2 separate regions of the Mus musculus genome follow, and region 2 is linked to region 1. The links are chromatin contacts, called in public HiChIP or PLAC-seq maps. All regions are on one chromosome and are shown on one strand. The core of a region is the stretch at or near the end of the contact, and the rest is flanking DNA. Distances in the headings are between cores, read along the strand shown. Region 1 has its middle 31 kb from the start of Pcf11. Region 2 holds the start of 4632427E13Rik (RIKEN cDNA 4632427E13 gene).

What was found. HiChIP or PLAC-seq counts read pairs in DNA pulled down with a chosen protein or histone mark.
Region 2: a CTCF HiChIP or PLAC-seq map of the NIH/3T3 cell line shows a contact between it and region 1, with 28 read pairs. The contact joins the promoter of 4632427E13Rik here to the enhancer-like site in region 1. A contact is called at or near these places in 5 of 39 promoter capture datasets (the C10 cell line, liver, macrophages and 2 more), 1 of 15 datasets of contacts at CTCF or cohesin (the NIH/3T3 cell line), 2 of 484 Hi-C or Micro-C datasets (bone marrow-derived macrophages and nephron progenitors), 7 of 115 datasets of contacts at active chromatin or transcription factors (embryonic fibroblasts, embryonic stem cells, intestinal crypt epithelium and 2 more) and 3 of 9 other capture datasets (adipose tissue, liver and pancreatic islet).

The regions. Positions count from the first base shown.
Region 1 is chr7:92,697,053-92,704,529 of GRCm38.p6, reverse strand. It overlaps the pseudogene Gm2551. Among named protein-coding and RNA genes, the nearest start is that of Pcf11, 31 kb to the right of the region's middle. Within about 2 kb of position 5,604, at least 43 of the 459 cell types and tissues checked have an H3K27ac peak or open chromatin away from gene starts, as enhancers often do. A contact at or near this core is called in the NIH/3T3 cell line, bone marrow-derived macrophages and intestinal villus epithelium, where this site is marked.
Region 2 is chr7:92,737,577-92,745,241 of GRCm38.p6, reverse strand. It overlaps 4632427E13Rik (RIKEN cDNA 4632427E13 gene), which reads left to right and starts at 3,783. Exons shown (of 2, transcript NR_015510.1): 1 at 3,783-4,180; 2 at 4,266-4,536. Rab30 (RAB30, member RAS oncogene family) reads right to left here and starts at 3,528. Exons shown (of 5, transcript NM_029494.2): 1 at 3,400-3,528.

The DNA.
Region 1 (7,477 bases), core at 4,355-6,854:
GTAACAAGCCCTGGCTGTCCTACACTCACTTTGTAGACCAGGCTGGCCTCGAACTTACAGAGATCCACCTGCCTGGCTTGGTTTTAATTTTTTGTTGTTGTTCTGGGGTTTGGAGATAGGGTCTGTCAATGTGCTCCTAGCTGTCCTGAAACTTGCTGTGTATACTAGGCTGGTCTCAAACCTCATACCTTTTCCTGCCTCAACCTCCAAGGTGCTGAGATTAAAAACTTGCATTACCATGCCTGGCTACATGAATGTTTTAAAATATTTTTTTAATGGAGCAGCTATTAAACTACGTATCAAAACACTTTTATATGTTCATTATGAAGTCACCATGGATCTGTAGTCAAGCATACAGATTTAACCCAGACAAACTAAGATTAAAGTTCAAATTGTCCCTTATTTTCCTTGTGGGGTTGGACAATTTGCCAATCAGTCTGTCCTGTAGAATGCTCACCTGTATTGTTTTTTATATTCTCACTGTTATGATTTGACACCCCCACCCTCACCAAATAGATGTAGCCATTTTGTCCCATGCCTGCCAGCTATTCCATATCCTTGCTGTAACATGCCTGCCAAGCATTGACACAGAGAAATGACTTGGCTCAAGGACATGCTGACCACATCCCCTGTTTTGTTCTGAATATTCTGAATGAGGCTTACTAATCTTAAGAAATTCCACCAAGCTTTACGTAGGACCTGTCAAATAAAAGTCAATATGAACTGTTCTGTCTAAAATGACTTGAGTCAGCACTGACCACAGGGCAGCCCTTCTTGCACCAACATGTGAGCTCACTGTGGTTTTTGTGACTGACACTAAAGAAAACACCACTAATAAGCCAAATGGTTATGATTATAATGCTCATGCTCTCTTATCTCAATGTTCTAAAATTCCCCTGTTCACCACCCACCCACCACCACCCTTACCTTACTCAGGACCAATCAGCTTAAAGGGTAGCTGATAATACTTTACCTAGTGAGCTAACTACCGACTTTCTTGCCCTTTAAACTTTTGAGCCTGGCTTTTCCTATAAAAAGTCTACACTGAGAGCAGCCTAGTGCTGCGATTAGGTTTTTCCTTCTTGTGGACCGGGACATCCAGTATTATGGTGTGCATTTGATAAAATGTTCTTGCTTAACTAAGATGGTGTATGTATGGTTTGAGCGGCGACTTCCTGAACCCCAACATCACAAGGCAGCTGCTACTGTTGCTATCACTTCATAGACAAGGAAATAAGTCATAGATGACCAGGGTAAGACTACTTAGTATATTGCTAGGCAAATATTAAAACATGAAGATGCTTGAGCTTAAAAAAATAATTAGTAGCCTCCTATTTGCTGATCAGGGTACTGATTCTTTATGCCTCACAGGCATTGTGGGTGTGGAGATGGAGTAAGAATGGCTTATTGTCTATCTACTTCTATCTGTTTGAAGAGCATGACCAGAGCCTCACACAGCTAAGTAGTCAATGAATGTCCTCAGTAGATATTTGTTAATCACCTGAATAGAGAGGATGAGCACACAGGGATCCTGCTCTGGATCTTCCCAGTCAGGAGCAGTGGCAGCTCCCATGCCTGCCCTGGCTCCCTGGCTCCCATGCCTGCCCTGGCTCCCTGGCTCCATGCCTGCCCTGGCTCCCATGCCTGCCCTGGCTCCCTGGCTCCTATGCCTGCCCTGGCTCCCTTGCTCCCATGCCTGCCCTGACTCCCATGCCTGTCCTGGCTCCCTGGTTCCCTTGCTACTTCCTTCTTCATCTGAAAGCTTCCTGAACATAGTCTCAGGGCCTGCCATACTGAAGGTGAGGAAACAAGAAAACAGAACAAAACAACACCTCTGAGCTTTGCTTGAGCCGTCACCCCTGGAAATTTCAAAGTACAAAAACCAGGTCATTTGCACCTAATTGAGAATGGTGGTAGACTGCTTATGAAAAGTAGTCACAAACTCTGTCTTGGATGAGCAGTCTCATAGTTGCTGTATAAAAGAACATGTTGAAAGCCTGAAAGAATTCACAACTAAGCTTTGGAAAGTATGTTACTTTCAACAGTCATGTTTTGACCTTAAGCAGAAATAGAAGCCGGGCAGTAGTGGCACGTGCCTTTAATCCCAGCACCTGGGAGGCAGAGGCAGGTGGATTTCTGAGTTCGAGGCCAGCCTGGTCTACCGAGTGAGTTCCAGGTCAGCTAGGGCAACACAGAGAGACCCTGTCTCAAAAAACAAAAAACAAACAAACAAACAAAAAGCAGAATAGAATGAATTTAGAAGTTAATTTTAAGGGGCAGAAGAGATGGCCCAGCAGTAAAGAGCACTGGCTTTTCTTCCCAAGGACCTGGGTTTGATTCCCAGCACCCACCCACACACCAGCTAACTCTAGTTCCAAGGGATTCAACATCCTTTTCTGGCCTCTGAGTGTACCAGGCATGCAGATAGTACACAAATATACATTTACCCAAAACACTCGTACACATAATAATAAAAAAAAATAGGTACCTTTAAGAGAAAGGTTAATTTGCAAATGTTTGTTCTTGGTCAACAGTAAAACAAATCCCAAATGTCGGAGTTGTTAGAGAATCATAATACTGTTGTTTTAATGAGGGAATGAGGAGAAAGAAGAAGGAGAAACAACAAAAACCAAATTTTACTTGAAATATACTGCAATGGAACCTAACCGTTGTATGCCAGTAATTAATAAATTTGTTTTAAGTGAAAGCATGCTGTCATTTTGTGAATCCTGCAAGCAAAGGCAAATCACATACAAGGAGGAAACTGAAGAGTTAGGGGTTGAGTTGGACTATATTTATATATCATGTTTTGCCTGCATAGATGTCTGTTCACCATGTATATGCTTGGTGCCTGAAAAAGCCAGAAAGGGGCTCCCGTTCTTTTAGAATCAGATTTTCAGACAGTTGTGAGCTATCTTGTGCATTCTAGGAATCCAGACTGGGTCCTCTGCAAGAACGGCCAGTGTTCTTAACTGATGAGCTAACCCTCCAGCCTTCAGAATGCTAACATTCTAATCTAATAGATTACTGGCATATGAGACTGAGCAAGTCACACAAACATGCGCACGCGCGCACGCACAAACACACACACACACACACACAAAACTATGTATTGACACATACTCATGTACATATGATCATAGTGATGATTAGATGGTTAGTATAAATTATTTGTCACAATGATGTATATGTTTAGTGCATAGTTTTTATGACCAGAAAAAGATGGCAAGGCATAGGGGTCATACCCCTTGACAATAATTTCTTATGTCCAAGGGGTCCCAAATGATTCCCAAAACAGATTTTTTTGGTATGTTTACAACAAGTTGTTTAAAAGGCAAACAGTATTGAATCAGAGAAGGAATAATTTAGGATTAGAAAAACATAAGCCCCAAGTCCTGATCTGAACACTTTTAGGTAATGTAAACTTGATCTAGTGATTTATCATGTTTGAGATTTGGGTTCCCCATCTGAAATATAATAATTCCCAACATTCTTTTTTTTTTTTTAACAGTGAGAGATATAGTATGAATTACTACCCTTTATAAATTGTTGGCATGCTTTAAAAAACAATAGTGGGCCCTTTAGTTCCTGGCCCTGTAATAGTCCCGCACTGGAAAAAGGGCTCTAAGGTAAGGGACCAGGATTCCTATCAAGTGGGCCGTCGGGGCCCCAACACCTCAGCACCAAACATGTCCAATACCAGGCTGCTGACCTGCAGCTGGAAGGGAAGATGACAGGAGGAAGTTCTCCACAACAGTCCAAGGTCTACCAGCAAGGAATGTTTTTCATCCTGGTCCCCCAAACTCACTTGTACCTTTTCTAGCAGAAGAACTCCTTCTAATAAGGAATTTAAGAACTTGAAGGAAAGAGATCTGGAGAAAAACAATCCTGTTCAGCATTTTTTCCCAGAAGATACCATGAGTCTTCCTTATCTCAAGTATATAATTGGCTTGTTTCAAGAGAGCTGCTCACAGCAGCTCTGGGGTATCCAGAAAGAACGTTGGAGTGACTCAAGGCTTGCCCCAACCCCCTGTTATTTAATTAATGTGTGGTCTTCCATTGATTGCTACTTCCTTTGAACTATAGATGCTTCTTGAAGCTAAATAGAGTCATTAACCCAGAAATGCCTTCTCCTTTTCCGCTTCCCCATTTTCTTTTCCTCCTGCCCCCCACACCCTGCATCCTCAATTTAGTTCATTTTTGTAATCTCAAGAGAAAGATGAGTTAGTGTTTGGTGAAAAGTGAAGTTCTGAATCCCTGTAAAAATGGAAACATACACCCCCAAGGAATGGGCAGGTATCAGTTCACAGAGCAACATGGGCTGCACTCAGCCTGCCTGCCACCGCTGATAGGCAGCTGGATGTAGCATCAGGTATGTTGTTGAGTTGTCATCGTCCATAAGACATCCTGTAAGAAAGCAATCTTGGTTCTCACATAAAAGGATCTAGATGGAAAAGAAATAGCCTTCAATAGACTTTCAAGAATCTGACAAGATCAATTAGTAATGCCACAATGTGCTAAGGTGCCCTGAAGTGCTAAGCAGTCTGTGGTAACTGAGAGCCCTGGGTGTCCTGTGACAACTAGCCTCTCATTAAAACTCAGCCAATGGTCGGCTGAGGTCAGGTCCATACCCTACCATTGTGCTCCTTGTAGGGAGTGATGGCCTTGTTCTATAGGGTCTCTTCGTTCTTCTTAAGAATCTCTTGGTACTTGAGGTCACTGTGGTTCAGTAAGTGGCCAAGGAGCTGTAAAAAGCTGTACAGGGTGACTGTGCTATTGATGCTGCTGAAAGACCAGCTTACCTTAACAGCAGTGGTAGTTGCCTCTCTATAGCCACTAGGAATACTCCCTAAGAACCTTCACGAGCTGGGTGATGTTCTGAATGGTCCAGAGGTTCACCTTGGACTTATTCTCTGTGGCTGAGTAATGCCTGTAGTGTTGCTTGCTGGAGTTAAAGTCAAGGTTGTACATAGCTGCCTGTGGGCAGTGTCTCTCTGACTTATCTGACAGGTTATGTTGTCTTAGACCACATTATTAAGATGGCAGAACAAACACCTCCAGGGCCTTGCAGAATGTTGGCCCAGTCCTCAGCAAGCTGCTGGCTTCCAATGCCTTGGGTACACTACACACTGCCACACACATTAGGCCCAAATAGAAACAATATTTGCCAAAATAACCTACACCTGAACAGGCACTAATGTGCTAGATTTCACCCACTTGATGAAGAACATTCTAACTTATATGGTGTGTTAACTATCACAATATATTATACAGGCCTATTATATTTAGGAGATTAAATCCCTACCTCCACCCATCCCCCAAAAATGGTGGTATCTGTTTCTGCATTTTGAATTGTTAGAGAGCCTGGAATTCCAGCCCACAGATTACTGGAGCATATTTCAGGCTGTGGAAGGTAGCCCGTCTCACCACTTGTCATGTGTCTATTCACCCAATGAGAAGAGACTAAGTCTAGCTCGGTGACCCGGTGAGTTTACTGGGTTTCCTTACAGGACCATGGTGACTCAGAGATCCACACCACTGAAAAGCTCCTCCCCTGGATGAGTGACAAAGCTCCGGTGCTGCATACAGGTCAGCTGACTTAAGAGTCAGTGCTCCCAGCAATTGTTTGCCACTAATATATAGCCACAGGGGAGGAGCCTTATGAGACCTGTAACCCTCGGAGCTTCCTGAGTCATTGGAGCTTTGTGAGTCCTGTGGGCCTTCTTCCTCCTTCCAGGAGGGAAGCTCTCAACTTGGTGGAAATTACTTTGTGAAGCAAACATACAGCCATGTGAGAGGTGACACGTTCACCAGAGAGTCTGTTCTTAGTGCCTGCTCATTTCCCACAGTGGAATGCTCCTCCATTCCACTTCTCTAGCCTCTCTTCCCACACCATCTTTGTTTGATGGTTGGCTTAGAGGAATTACTTTCAGACTCATTCTAAGTTTCTGGCAGAATATCCCCAAAGTGTCCAGTTGGGGCCAGGTACTGTAACACTCAAAACAGATCCCAGCGCCCCAGCAGATCTCTATGAGTTTGAGGCTAGCCTGGCCAATCAGGACTTGGTGAGACCATGTCTGGAAAAACAAAACAAGTTGATAAACTCTTTTATATCATGTTTCTTCTTACTTTATTGGTAGCTTCTCTTCCTTAGGAAGTTGACATTTCCTTCTGTCTTCACCTCCCAAATTTCAGCAATCTCTAGTACAACTATAATAGCTTGAGAGACTTCAACAATCTCCCATATAGAGGGCAAAGTCATATTTGAATATATCAGAGAAACAGCAGCTCTTTGGTCCCATAGAACATTTTGATCTCTTGTTTTTCTCTGTTTGTGGGACGGTTTGTTTGTTTGTTTGTCTGTTTTGTTTTGTTTTGTTTTGTTTTGTTTGGGACAAGAACTTGCTAGTGGCCCTGGCTGACCTGAAATTCATCGTGAATTTCTTGAATTAGCAAAGATCCTCTTTGTTTCTGTCTCATGAGTACGGGGAACGCATCCCAACAGCAGATGTGGGTTATATGCACAATGAGACAAGACAGAAAGACAGGGAACATTAAAGGGGTGTGAGAAGAGAAGGGAGTCCCCACCCTTGAGTCTACTTGGACTCACCAAGGATCACCAGCATGGAGAGGTGGCTCTGCAGGTAAGATTACTTACTGCTCTTTACAGAGGACCCGAGTATAGTTCTCAGAACCACATCAGACAGATGACAACTAATTGTAACTCCAGCTTCATGGGATCTGAAATCACGTGTAACACATGTGGGAATTCATGTGTTTGTGCGCACACACACAAATAAATAATGTTTCTTTTTTAAAAAAGAAGTCCAGCACAATTAAAATTTTCTGTGAACTTCGCCTATACAGGGATGATATTCTTTTTATGTAGAGCTGATTTTAATGATAATTTGAAGTAGCAATGGAGGCCTAGTCATCCCTCATCTCTTTCCCCAGCTGTAGACCTGTAATTTTCTAAGGAGTCTCACAGGAAGTCCCATCATAGGAAAAGCCATGTCTCAGCATTCTCACAACGCCTGTCTTTTTACCTTTTCATATTGAAATCCTGACTAAGGCACTACTAAAGTCATCCCATAATCCATTGTTATAAGATGGGGAAAAAGAGAAGAAAGTTTCTTTTCTCTTTCATATGTAACTTGAAGGCCACCAAACTTGTGTATGTGACGAATGCTAAGATAGTCATGGCTGTTTTTGAGAAGCCCACATGAAACCTGGACTCCGTCTTATGCTTTCCTCCCTCTTTCTAATACTCTTCATGCTTAAGTAGATATTTAAAAATCTCCTCTCTGTAAACTTCAACTGTACCTGGCCTATCCTGAAGTTCTTTTCCATGGCAGAGAAGAACCCTGGCCTGGGGCTTAAGAGATTTTAAGTGATTACAAGCTGGTACTATTCTTTCAGGGAACCCAAGTTTAATACCCAGCACCCACATTGGGTAGTTCATGATTGCTGCAGGGAT
Region 2 (7,665 bases), core at 2,534-5,033, 43 kb before region 1:
CCAGTCTCCGCTGAGTCCAGCGTCATCACCTGTGGTCATGACTCCAGAAACGATATGCTACTTGGCCAAACACTCCTCACAATTTTTTCTCTAGCTTTTAAAAATATCTGTCATTTATTATTGGTGTGTGTGTGTGTGTGTGTGTGTGTGTCCTACACATCAGCACATATATGGAAGTCAGAGGACAACTCTTAGAAGTCAGTCTTCTCCTTCCACCATGGGTTCTAGGGACTGAACTCAAGTCCTGAGGCTTATATGGCAAGTTTACCCTAGAGCCATCTCCCTAACCATGGGGTGTTTTTAAATGTAATTCCACATGTGATATTCATCTAGCTAATTAAAGTACTTCCTAAGTTGCCATTACCTGAGGACAAAGACCTAAATCACCTTGTCATTCAAAATAGCCCAGGCTCCAGCCTCTCATACCTCTTCCAGCTCCGTCTCCTCCTCACCACTCCTCTCGGTACTCCAAATGTGCAGTTCCTTCTGCCTACAAACCCTAATTGCCGTACTCAAAGCAACTCTGACCACTCAAGTCCCTTCAAATGCCACTTCCTAAAGGAAACCTTCCCTGGTTACACCAGAAAAGGGAACAGTCATATTGGGCACTTTCATCCCATCTTGCAAACCCCCGGGAAGAAGCATGCAAGACACTTGGAATACCTCAATGCAGGGGGAACATTTCTCTTCCTTGATGCACCACAGAGCTTATCACACAATACCTGCTCAACTGACATATTTGCTGTTGGAGTAAGTTTCAGGCTTTACCATGGAGGATTGTAGCAAAAAGCCAAGGAAACCAAGAAGCAAAGGTTGGTGTCCCTTTGTAGACACCCCGAGTGTCCCTTTGTAGATAGACAAACTGAGGCAGAAAGAAACTTGCAGCTCTTGAAAGTCATAAGGACAGCAGTGACATCTAATCTTCATCTCATTCCTCCTCCCACTGAACCACCCCCACCCCCAGGAAGCAAGGGAGTATTGCAGGAAAGAGGGATTAGTACAGCAAGGTAGTACAAAAGAAGTCTCACCACCGGTCACCCAGGCAGACTTCAAATGGACAATGGCCTTTAAATTCCTGGTTAAGAAAAAAGAAGATATAGCTGCCACCACACCCATGTCTTGGGGAGAGCAGCATAGAACAACAAACTTCTTTCTTCCACAGAGAAGACAAAATGGCAAGGATTCTAACTACCTTCAAAATAAAACGCAGTTTGCCTGCCTGTACTGCTGTTACTCAGCATCAGGTTCAGGGGATCCACTGTTTTCCCACCACTCCCTGGAACAGGGAAGAAACACAAATACTACATGAAGCAGAAGCTACTCAAGACTACTTTGGGAATGACAAGAGCATTTTGTGTAAAGCATTTTGGCTGAACCATGGGACTGAGCAGTGCCATGGAAAGGAAGAGTCCCAGGCCTGCATGTCATTGTCCACATGCTCCCGGGCCCAGGTTATGTCTGCCATGGAAAGCACAATCCCAGCCCTGGGTGGGGGCTCGCTGGTGTCACCCTACCAAGCACAGATTCCAAGGGGGGGGGGGGGTAAAAATACCAGTACCTCTTCAAAGAGGACTCTGAGTAAAGATTCACACATAGCCTACATCCTCTAACTCCAGGGTTCCTTCCAGGACGGCAGGATGAAGGTGTGGAGGGCGGTGTGCAGAGACTGGAAAGTGACTTAGAAAAAGAGATGTGATACTCTCCTGCCACAGGGGAAATCCTCAAAGAGAAAGGGCAGTATTTACTACAAATAGACTAGGGGGAGGGGAAACGGAATCTGAAGAGATGAGAATTGGGTAGGGAAAGAAAGAAGGGCACAGAAGAGAAGGGCAGAGTGCTATTACAGAGCTGTAGGAAGAAGCAAATACAGCGTGCTGGTTTTCCCCCAAATCTAACCACTACCCGCTGCGCTCCCAATAAATCCCTCCACTTACAAAGCTGTCCTTTGCATTCGGTAACATGAAGCATTTAACAAAGTGTCACCCAGCAGCTCCAACTTTGGAGACCTGAGCATCTCAATTAAAAATGAATAAAATTGGTTCCCAGAAGCGAAAGACAGACAGTAAATGACTTTTCCTCTAAAGCTGGCAGAGGCTGTGAAAAAAGCTTTAGCCTTTTGGAGTTAAGCAAATACTCTGGCGGTTCTCCTTCTTTTGACATTCCTAAAGGGGGTGTGGTTGACCCAAAGTCCATTCATTTCCAAGGTTGTATATCTCTCAGCTAAGACTGGCCCCATCTGTTCCGGAGCCAGCCAGCTGTTTATCTCAAAGGAACATATTTATTGCAGCGTTCATCCCTGTAACTCTTAAGAGGAGAGCCAGCATCATACAAGTCAGAATGTTGCCTGCCTTATTAAACGTGTCAGTTCGTTGGAAAACAAAATTCAAACAAACAGCACACTACCACGCTCCCTAGTTTCCCAGGTCAGGTTCTCTGTCCTTGGATACCTTTCATTAAAGTCCAGTAACGGGGTGACACAACATTCAACTTTTCCTTCCCCTAAAGTGTTAAAAAGAAAAAGAACAAGAAAGCACCCAGGTTCCTAATCGATTCCGTCTGCAAACCGTTATTTCTGAGTGGAGACTAAGCCTCAGAAACGGCAGCTTGTTACAGTACCATTGTCAGTGGCAAGAGCCTATCGCGATGTAATTTAAAACACTCACACAAGCACAAATTCTACTTCCAAACCATCCCGAATCCCGCAGTCGGGAGAACACAAAAAAATGAAAACGCTTAACAAAAATGCAGCTTCTAGCAGCCGAAGAGATCCTTCCCTAGACACGTGAAATATTTCTGACTGGCACGGAGTGCACCATTAAAGGACACTGTCACCTCAAATCAGCAGGAAAAGGCGAGACAAACGACACAAACATACAAACATAAAATAAAGCCCTACGAAACTTAAGCGACTCAAGAGAAACCTGCTCATCTTAAAAATAGTGTGTGCTAGTCCAAGCGACACAAATGTTCTCAAGAAGTACGGCCACATTAAATTACTGTCTCCATTTCTCCCCACACATCACCCTTTCCCACTCAAACCTCAGCACTGGGGTCGTGGAATGACAGGACTGCAGTCCCCCACCTTTGCCCTCCTCGTGTTTTCCAAGTGCACTTCCCAACATCCTTCCCAGCCCAGCCCCCTCTCCTAGCCTTAAAAAGGTTAAAGGGAGTTGAAGCAAGGAAATTGGCAGGCACCAGTCCTCTGGCGGGGGCAGGTTGCAGGAGTTGTTCTTTGCAGTGACCCAAATTGCACAGAGCTATTTAGCTCTTAGCAGCGCCGGTGAGAACCTCCCGAATCCATACCCCCATTCCCGGCCCCATCTTCTCAAAAGAAAGCCTTGAGAACTAAGCGGGAGGGATAACTTGGGAAAACGATTTGAATAAATCACTTCAACTCACCTGGTTTGGGATTTTTCTCCCCACCCCAGGCATAAAAAGAAATGATATACGAATGAGTCACGCACGCAAGAGAAGGTGCTGCGGTGTCCTAAGTCCAAGGACTGGAGTCAGTCCCTGCCCTGGTCCTGCTGCTACTCAGGGCTCAGCTGGAGCGAGCGGCAATAGCGAGCCCAGCAGCAGCAGCGGGGGGGCGGGGGGTGGATAGACCGTAGCACAATGAATGCAGTAGGGTTTTGCAATGACATCATCCCTCTGTCCGAGCGGCCCCAATAGCCATGCTCCAGAGCTGTGCACTCTGGGATCTGTAGTCCTTTGAAGTCCGGGAGCGACGTAGAGGCTACAGCTGGAACTACAATACCCAGGATGCTCTGGTCAGAGCGCCCAGAGAAGAACTGGACCGGCCGCCATGTTGGAGCCCTGGAGCTGCGGCGAGCCGAGGTTTCGAGGGGCTCGTGGAGCCGAAAGGTGGCATGGTGAGAATGGTGAGGCTAGGATGTAGAACTTGATAGCCTCGCGCACCGGCTAGGACTGAACGGAGGCTACACTGGGGACCTTCAGGGCTGTCGAGCCAGAAATGCCATCGCGAGTCGGAGTGAACCGCAACCCGCTGGGGTTGCACAAGGCCTCGCCACCCCGGGACACAGGGAGTCGCTTTACTGAGCGTGGAGAAACCCTTAGACTTCCTGGGGAGACTCTCTGGGCAAAATGTGTCTTTGTTGTGGTGTGGGGACTCGGGACGACGGGCCTCGCGCCTGTAAGACGAAAAGCTCGCGTGCACCCTGTGAGTGGAGCTAAACCTAGGTTATTTTTATTTATTTATTTTTTGCCTTGTCATTTTTCTTAATCCCTCATGATCATTTCCTCAGGTGTCAGACCCCTGCTCCCACCACTGAATTTTCGTTCGGTCGTGAATTGCAAAGGGCCTCAAAGAAATCCTTTGCTAGATAATGTGATCGCGAAGGGTTGTGGAGCTTGGCCCTGAAACTGACAAAGGAAGGATCTACCAAAAGAAGTTAGCACCTAACCTTTCTTACCCCACCAGCGAACGTAAACGACATTGAAAAGGGACTGCAAGTGAGCAGTCTTTCTCGACTAACGCTAAATGAACTGTGCTAAAATACTGCGTATATTCGAAGTTGATAACTGTGGAAAACTTCCCTTTTCTTTTGTTACCTATATTGTGCAAAATAATGTGTTTTGTTGTGACATCTTCGTGCAGATAACGTTAGTTAACACATCATCCCCTTCCCTTAACCACTTGGTACCCTTACCGATGAAAATACATTCAGAATACTTAAAGAACTTTTGAGCCTATTTGCTCAGCATCTCAACACCTTTTCTCCAGTAACTCAAACAGTACTGTGTGTTTGTTTTTCAGGTTCTGAAGTTCACTATAGAAAGATGCCAAAAGACCTACTGAGGGTCTCTGAAAAGTTAAAAATGCTGATATGCGTAATTTGAGTGTTTTATTTTTCCCCTCCTGAGCTTTTCGAAGGAGATGGCTAGCTCGGTGGTGAGGATTCCCACAGCACAGTCAAGACCCTGGATTGTATCCCTAGCACTGGTCTGTTTGCATCAGTGAAAATATATACGGTGCCTCTGTTAGAAATTAATAAAGTTCCAGTAGGTCTTCCTTTCAAAAAGCTAGGCAGGCTGCTTTTTAAATTTCCAAAACACAACAGGAACCTTCAAAGATATATGGAGATGATGGTACTTAAAAAGGACGTTTTTTCAAAGATTGGCTTGTGGTGTGAGAAGCAGCCACAGAAGTGGCAGATGCCATTCTTGTGGATTCAGCAACGTGAAGCCTCAGAAATACTACGCTCTTCTGCTTGTAATGTTGGTAAGTACCAGAAGGAACCAATAGCTACCATTTTCTTTCTGTCCTTTGATGGAAATGTAGAAATGGTTCAAGCTAATGAATCTTTGTTTATATGAGCAGTAACCTTCGTTTGAGTTATGTGGAAGACTGATTTATTGAAAGAAAATAACAGGATGGGTGAAAATAGTGTGGAAAATGGGGGTGATATAATGTAATGGCTTCTATAATTTGTACGTGATTGAGTACTTTGAAGTATTTTAGCCTTCTCTATAGTGGGTAGTCAACCATAAATGCATGGAAAAAATATCAGTGTCTTTAGAAAGACTAAAAATTAAGTCTCAACTTTCACAGGAAAAAAATTCCATATTTAGAAAGTTAAGGGAAAACATTTTACCAGAAAAAAAAAAAAGTATCTTTAAGACCTCCTCTTTGATTATGGTAAATACCATACTCCCCATTTCTTCAAGTTGGCACAGATAGGCACACCATTAGATTTGCCAAATATGGTTTGGGGAGTTTTTAGGGGTTTTTGTCCCCCTCGGAGCAAATCTTTACTTCATTTTGGATAATAAAAAAACTAAAATTTTTCGTAGTTTAGGCGTTCTTTCACGTAGATTTTTGCTGCTGGATTTCCTGCATGGCTTAAGGTAAATGGAACAACTGTCTCTCAAAATTTGAAATCTAAATGACATCAGATTTATATTAATTAATGGCCATCTAGAAAAGCAAGCTTTATCTTACCATCTTATTTCTCAGATTTTAGCAGGCTCGGATAATTAAAGGGCACTAGAAAACATGTCTTTGCAAGGATATATGCTGATAAACTATATGTGTTAATGAATATAGCCATTTCCAGAAATTTAGGTATGCAGAGATGCTCAACTGTAACCATTTATGTAAGTAGGTATACATTCATAGTCTTTAAGAATTTTTGATGATGCTGTGTGTGTGTATATGGTCTTGTTATAAACTGTAATCCTGAGTTGTATCTCTTTTTTTATACGCAGCTTTATTGAAATGAAATTCACATATGCCCTTCACCTACATAAAGGGTGCAGTCCAATGGGTTTTAGTTTGCTCAGAGTTTGGGCAATCAACACAATTATACAAAAAACAAACAAACAACAACAAAAAAATGCAAAACCATGCTTGTAAGTATAAGGAAATAATTGGGGAAGGATTTTTGCCTTCTAAAGTGGTAATACAAAGCTTATTGTGGGTAATATCTTAGAGTACTTCAATTACAGTTGCAATACTGTAAGTAAATAGCATGTTCCTTGTATGTACTAAGTGGCCTTTACTGGAAACATACTATTTTGTAACATAGGTTACTGGCAATTACGTGTCACAGCACTGTCACAGCTGAGAATTCTTTAAGAGTGATGCATACTTACATTGATTGCTTTCTTTTTCTGTAGGATTATCATGCTGGGCATTATGCCTTCCTTGACTGTAGTCCCTGAGCCTAGTCCATGCTCAGTGTTCATGCTTAGTCTTTCTAAACCTTGGCTTCCTTTTTGCTTTTGAGAGGGTTCCTGAGCTTTTTGTTTCCCAAACTGGCATTGTTCCCCGTGAAGGCTAAGATTTGTTATTTTCATAAAAACTCCAAATTAATATAGTGAAGAGTCAACACATTTCAGGGTTTAAGGAATGAATGGAATAGAGAAAAGCAGGTACCAAATGAAGAGGTTTGAATCTCTGAAAGATAAATGTTTGTAGGGGCAGGCAGAATTAAAAGGGTTTATTTTAAATGTTAGAAGCAACAGCCTACTTACTTTTAAAGATTTATATGCTTGGGTATTTGCTGTCACGTATGTGCCTGCTAGGGTGCCCACAGAGGTCAGAAGAGAGCCTCAGATTGCCCTGGAACTAGAGGTTGTTTTGAGCCGCCATGTGGATGTTGGAAACTGAACTTGATCCTTTGCAAAAGCAACAAGTTCTCTTAACCACTGAGCCGTCTCTATCCTCGCACAACTTTCTAAATCCCCTCTTAGAAACTAAAGGCCAGTCCTAACTCAGTGCACAGTGATCATGTCCTCAAGGAATCTGAGGACATTTAAACTTAAACTCTCCTGGGAAACCCAGCCAAAAAGGCAAAGAAAAGGATCTCTGAAATACTTTTACAGTAATTTTCTTGTATAATACCCAGTGGTTTGGGTTTCTTTCTAAAACCCAGCACTGTGGAAGTAGAAACAGGGAAACTGTGACTTGGAGCCCAGCCTGGACTATGTGGGGAATTCCTGTCCAACCACAGGAAATTTTTTCATTGAATTCTTTGTCTTTTCATGATTGCCATTTTCTTTCAAGTCTTGGCTGCCTGCATGACCAAACTTGTGTTTTGTGAATTTTTTATGACACTACTCAAAAAAGAAAAGAAAAAAAAAGGACATAAGCAGGGTATTTACACTTCATTAATGCACACCAAACCCAACTGGGATCTTTAA